Linked DNA regions of Oryctolagus cuniculus: region 1 is linked to region 2. The links are chromatin contacts, called in public Hi-C maps. All regions are on one chromosome and are shown on one strand. Each heading gives the region's core, a stretch centred on a gene start, on an enhancer-like site or on the middle of the called end of the contact. The rest is flanking DNA. Distances are from core to core; before and after follow the strand shown.

Region 1 (5,089 bases), core at 1,267-3,766, 460 kb after region 2:
GCTTCCAGAAAATACCCTGTGGCCATTCTTGGTGCCCCCTCCCCCTCCTCGGGAGTTTGATGAAAAGGAACGTGTATTCTGGCTGCTTTGGGGAAACTACATCTTCCTGTTCTTTTTCTATAAAATTGGCTCCGATATGGGAAGACTTAGTAACTTTGTTTAACCGTATCTATTTTCCAACGGGATGTGTGACATATTCACATCTATGGGACACAGGCTTACACTGCCGCCTCATTTCAGTGGAAGTTGCACGCCACAGCCATCTAAAAAAATTGGGTTGCTTTCCCATTTTTAAAAATTATTGCCTTGCACACGATAGCAGAATATCGTCTTCTCTGAGGCATAGCGTTGTCAGATATTTAAAGTGGATTTAATGTTTTGCTTTTCCTGGCTCCCTTTATCAGCCCCTTAATTTTACCAGAATCTTCCGGAAAGAATTTACCTGTGACTACTGACCACGTTCTATGGGACTACCTGAACCCTTTAAAATGATAGTTTCAAAAATTGCTTCCTAGTGAATCCCCATCCCCCAAAGTAGTAGTTATCAGCAGGTGAAGTTTTAAGTGCTCATTTACTCATACAAGGTCCAGCAGCCCGCAGTTTCACCAGTAGGAAAAGGGAACTTTACCTGACGATTACCGAAAAATAAAGCTAGAGTCTGACTGTGTCCTGTTTTCCTTATTTTCAATTCAAGGGAGATGAAGATGCATTTCTTCCTGCCTCCTGTTTACTGTTCTGAGGTTTTATAGATGGCTACTGTATTGGACATGATTTTGCCTGGATTTTAAACTGAGGGTGTTTGAGAGCCAAGGTACAAACTGTGTTTTCCAACTTTAGCTTCGCTTATACTGTGACTTTCACAAAGCATCTCCTTAAAAGTTCTGTCCTTGTACAAAATGCATCAAAGAGACGGTGGAGACTGGGGAATTTTGGGGGTTGGATTCGGATTTGCACCTTCAGCGCCCAGTCCAAGGTGCCAGGGACTGCCCTGTCCTCCCTCTCTCTTCTGGTTTCGCTCTCCTGGGTCCTGTTGCCTTCTCCTCCTCCTCGGGTTGTCTTTTCGTTCTCTACGAGGTTCCCACACGCTGGGGCACGTATCTCCCCAAACCCACGAGAGACCTAGCGTAAACAGATCCCGTGGTGAGGACACAATGAAAGAGATGCTGTTTATAAAGCGATAATTGGGATTCAGTCTTCAGTTGCTTCTTCCTCGTCCTATTTTTCTCGGTAAGCCTGGAGATTTTTTTTTTTTTCGCTAGCCTGTGCTCTCTTGTCCCTTCTCTACAAAGAGCATGCGGGTGGCATGATGTTTAGGGAAGCCACAACTCTCTTTACCATGTCCTTCTTGCCTCTCTTCTCTTACTAGTTCAGCAACGTCTATTATATCTCCCCCTTCTCTTCCTCAGTCCCCGATTCCCGCCTCATCCCCTGTCAGAGCATCCATCACTGCGGTGTCGATCACAGCGGCGGCGGCTTTCTCTTTCATCTTCCTCCCCCTGCCTGGGCTAGGGAGAGAGGGTAGGAGGCGGAAAGAAGGTGGGGGAGAGATTGGCAGAGGGAGAGGAGTGGGTGAGTGAATGGGGAGGGGGCAAGAGAAATGCTTAGATGGTGGAGTTAAGCCATTTGGGCAGAGTTTCTTGTCAATTTCACGCGAGCAAAGCGTGCCTCTCCGTGGGTTCTAAGCGGCGCCCGCTCTTCCCTTCCTTCTCTTGCCAAGTTGCCTGATCCCTTCCTCCAGGCGCGCGCGCGGACACACACACACACACACACACACCCCAAAACTAGGACTCGTCCTACAGGCTCTGGGAAAAGAAAAAGGGGGGGAAAGTCCTCAATCACCACCTCCTTCTCGCCGACTCCCTCCCGCCCCCTGCTCCAGCCGGCAGCCAAGGAGAGCTGGAGACGGGGGAGGGGCGAGGGAGGAGAAGCGACGCAAGTGGGTAGCTTTTCAGCGCCGCGGAGGCGCGGGAGGAGGAGAAGCGGTGGGGAGGCGCAGCCGCTCACCTGCGGGGCTGGGCGCGGAGGACGCACCCGGGCTGCGCGCTCTCGGGCCGAGGAGCCTGGACGCGCCCGGAGCCTCGCAAGCGGCCAAGCTCGGAGAGTCCCCTCCCTTCTGCCGGGCGAACCCGAGGGGCGCAGCTCTCCGCCTGGACAGAGCGGGCCGGCGGAGGCGTGGAGAGCGGCGAGCCAGCCGGCCCGAGAAACTCGAGCCGGGAACAAAGAGGGGTCGGGCTGCCCGTGCGTGTCGGCTCGCGCTGCGGGCTGAAGCGTTTGGGCCCAAGGCCCCTGCTGTGGCTCCCCGAGACCCCGCCGAGCTCTGCACCGCCGATTCCCCGCGCTCCTCGGCACAAACTTTATTCTTGGCAAACAACTTCTCTTTCTCTTCCCCTCCTCCTCCGCCCCCACCTTCTCCGCCTCCTCCTCCAGATTAAATGCTCCTCAAGGAGGAAAACTGAAGCGAAGGGGAAGGAAAGAAGCAGCTCTAAAACGGACATCACTGGCCCAGGCGGCTTTTTTTTTTTTTTAAGCCCTTCAGGAAGTGGACATTTCATTATCTTCTGATTCTCCTCGCACCTTCTCCGCTGGGGTAAACGGAGCCTTTTTGCCCGGCTCCCCTCTCTTCTCTCGGAAACCAGACTGCTAAATCGGCATCCGAGGAAGCTACGGTGGATAGGTTTGCGCGGAGACGCGCCCGCTAGCCTTTTCTCTGCACTTTGGGGAGTCGTGCTCCTTTCCGAGTCTGCGTCCTGGGCCCACAGACCCCGGTGGCGCGGGGGGCGCGGGGTAGCCGTCCGGGCCGGGGCAGGCTAGCCTAGCACGCGGCGCCGCACAGACGCCCCGGAGGCGCCAGCTGCAGCGGCTCTCGCCTTCCCGTGCCCTTCGGCCGTGGGGGCAGGCGCCGGCGCTGGTCTCGGCGAAGCGGGAAAGCGCAGGCGGCCGATCCCGCCGCCGCAGCTGCTCAGGCTACCGGCCGGCGGCCCCGCGCTCGCCCGCCTCGCTTCCGCCCGCCGTCCTCCCTCCCGCACCCTCTCCCAACTCTCCCTCCCCCTTTCTGCGACCTGCGCGGACCCCTCCTCTCCGGCTGTCGCCGCGGGTGCTCCCGCAGAGGAGCGGAGATTACTGAGCCGTCGGGATGCCCCAGCTCTCCGGGGGAGGCGGCGGCGGCGGGGGGGACCCGGAACTCTGCGCCACGGACGAGATGATCCCCTTCAAGGACGAGGGCGATCCCCAGAAGGAGAAGATCTTTGCCGAGATCAGTCACCCTGAAGAGGAAGGCGACTTGGCCGACATCAAGTCCTCCTTAGTTAACGAGTCTGAGATCATCCCGGCCAGCAACGGACACGAGGTGAGCGGGCCGCGCGCCGAACCCGGGAGCGTGGCGGCCCCGGGGAGCAGAGAGGGAGGAAGGGGGTCGAAGCGCCGGCCAGTCCCGGTGACCGGTCCCGAGTAGGGCCGTCGTTTGGGGCGGGGAGGGGGGGTGGGTTTGGCCGGGCCCCTGGATCGCCATTCCCCGTGGTTGTGTAGGGCGGGAGCAGGGGCGTGCAGGTAAACTCACTCCAAGTGTTTAGGGATTCGGTGGCTAAACGGTTGGTTTGCGGGCAGGAAAAAGCTGCCCTTCGCCCCTAACGTTTCGTGCCCGGGTTTGGTGGCGGGGCTGAGGGGCGCGAGGCATACAGGAGAGGCCGTCTGAACACAGTGAGGAGTTCTAACGCAGGACGGAAAACGGCGTGCACCCGCTCGCTGTCTCGGTGGGTGTCTGCAAAAGTGCGTTAAACCACCGAAGGCTTCGCAGAGCCGGAGGGGAGGAAGGGGAGGCAAGCGTGGGCCGGGCCCGGCAGGCGGGGCCGCCCCAACCGCTCCCGAGCGGGGCCCGCGCGGAGCCTGCGTGCCGGCGGAGGGGCGCGCGCCTGGGCTGCGGGGGCGGCGCGGGACTCGGTGCCCGTGGCTGCCAGGGGCTGTGGGTGAGCGCATGCTAAGCCGAGTCGCCCAGGGACCCGCGTACCTCTGCCCAACCCTAGTTTTCCCCAGCGCTCGCCGCTTAAAGAAGAAAGAAGGACGCCTTTACTCGGGGTTTGACCCGGAATCAGGCCCTGAATCTCTGCAGAAAAAAGGCGACAGGGCTGAGTGGGGAAGCGGGAGAAGCCCTTATCAGATGTGCAGGCCCGCGGCGGGCGCGCGCTGGTAACCTGAGTAGGGTAAATAGAGACACGTGGGTGCCGGCGGTGGGAAGGCGCGGGCCGGCCGCCGGGGCTGCGGCTGCGCGCGGGTGGACCCTCACGTCCGCCACTCGGCTGACCACCCGGGTTCGACAGCTGGGAAACCCGCCAGAGGAAATCCGGTAGAAAAGTCCTGACACCCACATGATTTCACCAACGTTTTTTTTTCCCCCAAAGCAACTTGGAGGGTATGCCTTTTGCCTTAAATGGCATCCTTCTACCCCCAAAAGGAACGCGTGTGGTTTTGGGGGCGGGGACAATTTGGGGTTTAAACAACACGTTTAAGAGCACCTCAGAGTTCCCTTCTCTATCCCAATGGCAGGGGTGAGTACGCATTTTGGAAGGTTGGGGGCCTGGGTGGTGTTCCTTAGCCCTGGCTCCAGTTTAGGGGAAGCGGGGCAGAGGGCGGGTAGTGAGGTACCTAGGGTGCACCCACTTCCAAGTAAAAGATTTGTGACTGTGCACTGGGGGCAGGGGGTCACTGGAAGGGCACACGTCCAGTGGACCAAACAGCCTCGAAAGCACTTAATCTTCCTGCCCAGCTCTTTCTCTCTGCTTGTCCTCCCTTGTCCGTAAATACATTTTCCAGCCACGTCACATTTTCTACACTTTTATGGTTGGAACCCCAGGTATTAGGGCCCTGTCAGTCTTGATTGACCCCAGTGGGAAGTTGGGCCATGGGCAGGCGCGGAGAAGATGATGAAGGGGGTAATACCACTGATTTGCACGTGGTTGAGCCTGGGTGGATGGTGGTTACCAAAACTGATGTTAACTGGGCTACCTTTTAGATGTCTGTAGCCCCACGCTCAAATTAACCACAGAACTGTTAGATTTTGCTCCTGTAAGCCAGTGCGCAGCCAGCCGTGGTGGAG
Region 2 (4,721 bases), core at 422-2,921:
TGGTCCATGGTGCTTGACTAGAGGGATATAAAATTAAAGGCAGTAAAATGGACCATCTTAAATATGGGGTCAGCACAGCCTCTTCCAAGCAGAGCACCTCTTATGGCCTTCTGTCCACTCAGAGCCAGAGTCAGACATACCCACAATGCCTCACAGGACTCAGGGCAAGAATGCCAATATGGGCCAAAATATCTTATGTCTAAATCAAGTTGACAAATGGCTCAAGAAGATATGTTCTGTCCTCCCACTTTGACAACCGTACCTCCCAAACCTCACTTCAATAGCTGGGTTTGATTTTAGAATTCTAGGGCTCTTCGGTTTCTCTGCCTAAAACATGGCAGTGCAGGAGCAGCCCATTCCCTGCCCAGCCCCCTGGTCCTTCTCACAATTGAGGGGACTCATGTGTAGGTCTGTAGACAACTCAGCCCAGTGTCCAAGCTCCATCCACACACCCTTCAGGCACCCTCAGACCTATGGATGAGCTTGTCCAAGACACAATCCTCCCTTGAGATGGCCAGAGAGGAGGAATGCTCAGGCACTGCCAATTAATGTCTAGAAGGGGATCAGGTTTTGGGGATCAGCAGCCCCCTGGTCCCCTGATGTTTCCTTGTGGTGTGAGATACTGGCAGGGGACAGCCACAGCAGCCCCCTAATGCATGGGACCCCGAGTAGTGGTCCCTCTTGCCCAGATCTGAGGGTCATATTGGTTCTAACTGTAACATACAATCTGGCACCCTGTGAACTCCTTACTCTCATTTCTAACGTTCTCTCCCTCAGCTCCATCTACCTGGCACCCTCCTGCCGTCAAACCATTCTCTGCTCAGAAAGCCCTTTCCCAGATATCTTCATGGTTCCTTTCTCTCAACCTTCAGGCTTTTCTTAAACGTCCCCTCCTTGGGAAGGTCTTCCCTCACAATATTCAAATTGAAGACTGAGCCAGCTCTGTGGCACAGCAGGTTAACGCCTTAGCATATGGGCACCAGTTCGAGACCCAGCTGCTCCACTTCAGACCCAGCTCTCTGCTATGGCCTGGGAAAGCAGTGGAGGATGGCCCAAGTCCTTGGGCCCCTGCACCCGCATGGGAGACCTGGAAGAAGCTCCTGGCTCCTGGCTTCGGATCGGTGCAGCTCCGGCCGTTGTGGCCAATTGGGGAGTGAACCATTGGATGGAAGACCTCTCTCTCTCTCTCTCTCTGCCTCTCCTCTCTTTGTGTAACTCTGACTTTCAAATAAATAAATCTTTTTTAAAAATAAAAATAAAATAAATTGCAAAACAGAAGTTGGGAGCTTGGATCTCAATCCAGGACTCCTATCTGATCACTTGAGCCACTGCTGCTGTCCTCCAGGGTCTACATTGCTCCAATGTGGATGCTGGCATCTTAACCACCAGCCTAAATATGTACTCCTTGTTCATTCATTTGTTGTTTGTGAGTCCTCCACTAGGGCAAGGATTTTTATCTATATTGTTCATCCCAGTGCCTAAAATATTACCCAGTTCATAGCCAATGTCTTAAAAATAAAAATTGACTGATAAAAAAATGATGGCAAGTCTTTCCCTGTCTTCCCCATACAGGAAACTGAGGCACTGGAGCAGGTCCTTCTGGCCCATACTGGGAACTCCCTGAACTCAGATGTAATGTAGATAGTGTTGACATGAGCAGGCAGATAGGATTAATTAGATTCATGAGCTGGAAAACCACACCCCTTCCTGCCGCCTGTGTGATCTCATGCACCTAACTGTTGATTAAATTACATAATCACTCCCCTTTGGAAGTGATTAAAAGATGTGGATCACGCTGGGTCAGCCCCCTTGTTGTCCCATGCCTTCTGGCACATGGCCTCCTGGCCCCACCTCTCTCTCCTTTCTGTCCACCCACTATGCTACCAGTGCCTACTCCTAACCCACGCTTCGCTCCACTTGGCTCCCAGCCTGCTCTCTGCCTGGTATGGACCCAGCTTATACTTTTACACTTCTTTCTCCCTTAAATAAAGCCCTCACCTTCCTTCGCACCTTCTCTCACTAAAAAAATACTAAAACTTACCTTCTTGCCTGTTTTATTTGAGCTGATATTCAGAATTTTTATCTAAACAGATAGCAAGGACCCTTAAGATATTAATATTAAAATAATTAATAACAACAGTGTGGGGACAATGATGTCAACATCCTTCTCACTTTTCACCACCTGAAATTGTCAAAGAATGCATCACTCCTGGGCGAGAGTCCCTTGAGACTGAAGCAGAGAACAGACTGAAGGGGCAGCCACAGGGGAACTGGGTGGCAGCTCTCCATGACTCTCTTTGGCTCTCTTGTAGAACTGTGAGAATTACTTATCAGTAAGGGATACTCAAGGAAATAGAACAGCAATATATGTCAAAGAAAAGGAATTCAGCTATTGGAAGAGCCTGTATTTTAAAAAGTTTCTGCTATCTAGCTTTTATTCAATATATTAAATCAAACCATTTTCTTCAAAATTATCAAAATGTTCATTCTACTGGCAATGATACACTTTAGAAGGCTATAAATTACTAAAGAAAATGTTTAGATGATGATCTAAAAATGTGCAAGGGTCTACATAGCTTTTCAGATTCTCGAAGGGGTATGTAAGCAACAAGAAATAAAGATCATTGTACTCTACCAGTTTTCATGGTATACGGCCATGTACCAAATCATGTCAGTGTTTAGAGAGATGGGGAAAAAGCAATCATTTTATTTTTTCCCATCACCCTTTGGGCTAATTAGACTTAAGACAGTTTTCTGCTTGCCTTACTTGAGGTCTCTTATGCAGTTGCAGTCCAATGGCAGTTGTCACTAGAAGCAGGGTCACCCAGCACAAAGTCCTCAAGCTATGACCTGCAGGCCAAATCCGACCTGACATCAGTATTTGCAAATAAAGCTTTACTGGAACATGGCATTTACATGGAACAGTCATTTATGAATTGTCCACGGCTACTTTCACTCTATGAAGGTCACAATTGAATAGTTGTGACAGAGACCATGTGGCCTGCAGAGTCCTTATACAACCTACATTAAAATGCAATAAACATTTGAATTTTCTTCAAGACCATTTGTTCTTTAAGCATGTCAAGCTGTAAGCTTACTCCCAACCCTACAGAGTTAAGAGGGCCCTCGGGCTATTTGTACAGGCCAAGGAATACAGAAGCTGAATGAAGGTCAGGGGAATTCAGTCAATAAGTTTGATCCTTTCCCTCCTTTATAGAAGGCTGGTGCCCAAGTTATCTAGGGAGTTGCATAATTTAAATATCTCCTGATGCAGAGGAGTTTCTTCAACTAAAGCAGTTTACAGAGCTTTTCTCTCAGTGATCTCCCTTAGGATGCAAAAAGTGGCATGGATCTTCTGGCCCTAGGGACAATATAAGTGCTCTAAGAGCTGTGTGCTGACAGGCTTGGTCCTTCCTAGTGACTAACAAGTTGTTCACACATTTCAGATTTATTGGGCTCTAAATATTGAGAGTGAACTGGGTTGCATGAATTAATTTTATTTGTAATATAAGCTGTCTGTTGACTTAAGGCAATTGCACATATTAATTCCTATGTTTGGAATGTTCTACATACTTGTCACCCAGCTAGTGTCTGCTTATCCTTGCTCTAACCTTAAACATCACCTCCATAGAAGAATACACCTTACCTGTCCATGAAGTTCTTAAATTGACCCACAGCACTATGAACTTTCCTTTATGATTTTTTTTTTTAATTTTTTTTTTATTTTTTGACAGGCAGAGTGGACAGTGAGAGAGAGAGAGAGAGAGAAAGGTCTTCCTTTGCTGTTGGTTCACCCTCCAATGGCCGCCACGGCCGGCGCGCTGAGGCTGGCGCACGGCGCTGATCCGATGGCAGGATCCAGGAGCCAGGTGCTTTTCCTGGTCTCCCATGGGGTGCAGGGCCCAAGCACCTGGGCCATCCTCCACTGCACTCCCTGGCCACAGCGGAGAGCTGGTCTGGAAGAGGGGCAACCGGGACAGAATCCGGTGCCCCAACCGGGACTAGAACCCAGTGTGCCAGCGCCGCAAGGCAGAGGATTAGCCTAGTGAGCCGCGGCGCCGGCCTCCTTTATGATTCTTATCCCAACGTGTGCAACTATCAGTGAGTTTGAGGTTCCTCCTTTACCGTTATCCCCCCTATGTACAATGTGGCAATGGGACAGTCTAGTCCACTTTGGTGAACCCTGTATTAATATTCAGCCAGCTGAAGTTTCCGGCACATGGGAGTTTCCAATAAATATCTGTTGGGTGAATGAATGAAAGCTAAATTATAAAAGAATATAAATATATGGGCTCAAACTCTTATAATCCTTCAGGTTAACCAGAAACATTTAGGATCACTAAGTTATTGAATAGCTAGTATCCTGGAAGCTAGAAAGCACCTTTTGAGCCAGAATTATTGTGGATTTTATCCTTTTAATTTACAAAGTGCTAATGGATTGGATTTTTTTTTTTAAAGATTATTTATTTGGGCCGGCGCCGCGGCTCACTAGGCTAATCCTCCGCCTAGCGGCGCCGGCACACCGGGTTCTAGTCCCGGTCGGGGCACCGGATTCTGTCTCGGTTGCCCCTCTTCCAGGCCAGCTCTCTGCTGTGGCCAGGGAGTGCAGTGGAGGATGGCTCAAGTGCTTGGGCCCTGCACCCCATGGGAGACCAGGAAAAGCACCTGGCTCCTGGCTCCTGCCATCGGATCAGCGCGGTGCGCCGGCTGCAGTGCGCCGG

The links. A called contact is a pair of places that touch in the nucleus more often than the background predicts.
Region 1: a Hi-C map of an unstated tissue shows a contact between it and region 2, with 2.0 times the contacts expected there. The contact joins the promoter of LEF1 here to the enhancer-like site in region 2. A contact is called at or near these places in 2 of 6 Hi-C or Micro-C datasets (ear pinna and an unstated tissue).

The regions. Positions count from the first base shown.
Region 1 is chr8:56,918,951-56,924,039 of mOryCun1.1, forward strand. It overlaps LEF1 (lymphoid enhancer binding factor 1), which reads left to right and starts at 2,517. Exons shown (of 11, transcript XM_051820129.2): 1 at 2,517-3,346. The coding sequence starts at 3,134. LOC103350731 (a long non-coding RNA gene) reads right to left here and starts at 2,133. Exons shown (of 10, transcript XR_011378317.1): 1 at 2,005-2,133.
Region 2 is chr8:56,463,355-56,468,075 of mOryCun1.1, forward strand. No RefSeq gene overlaps it. Among named protein-coding and RNA genes, the nearest start is that of RPL34, 13 kb to the right of the region's middle. Within about 2 kb of position 1,672, at least 1 of the 8 cell types and tissues checked has an H3K27ac peak or open chromatin away from gene starts, as enhancers often do.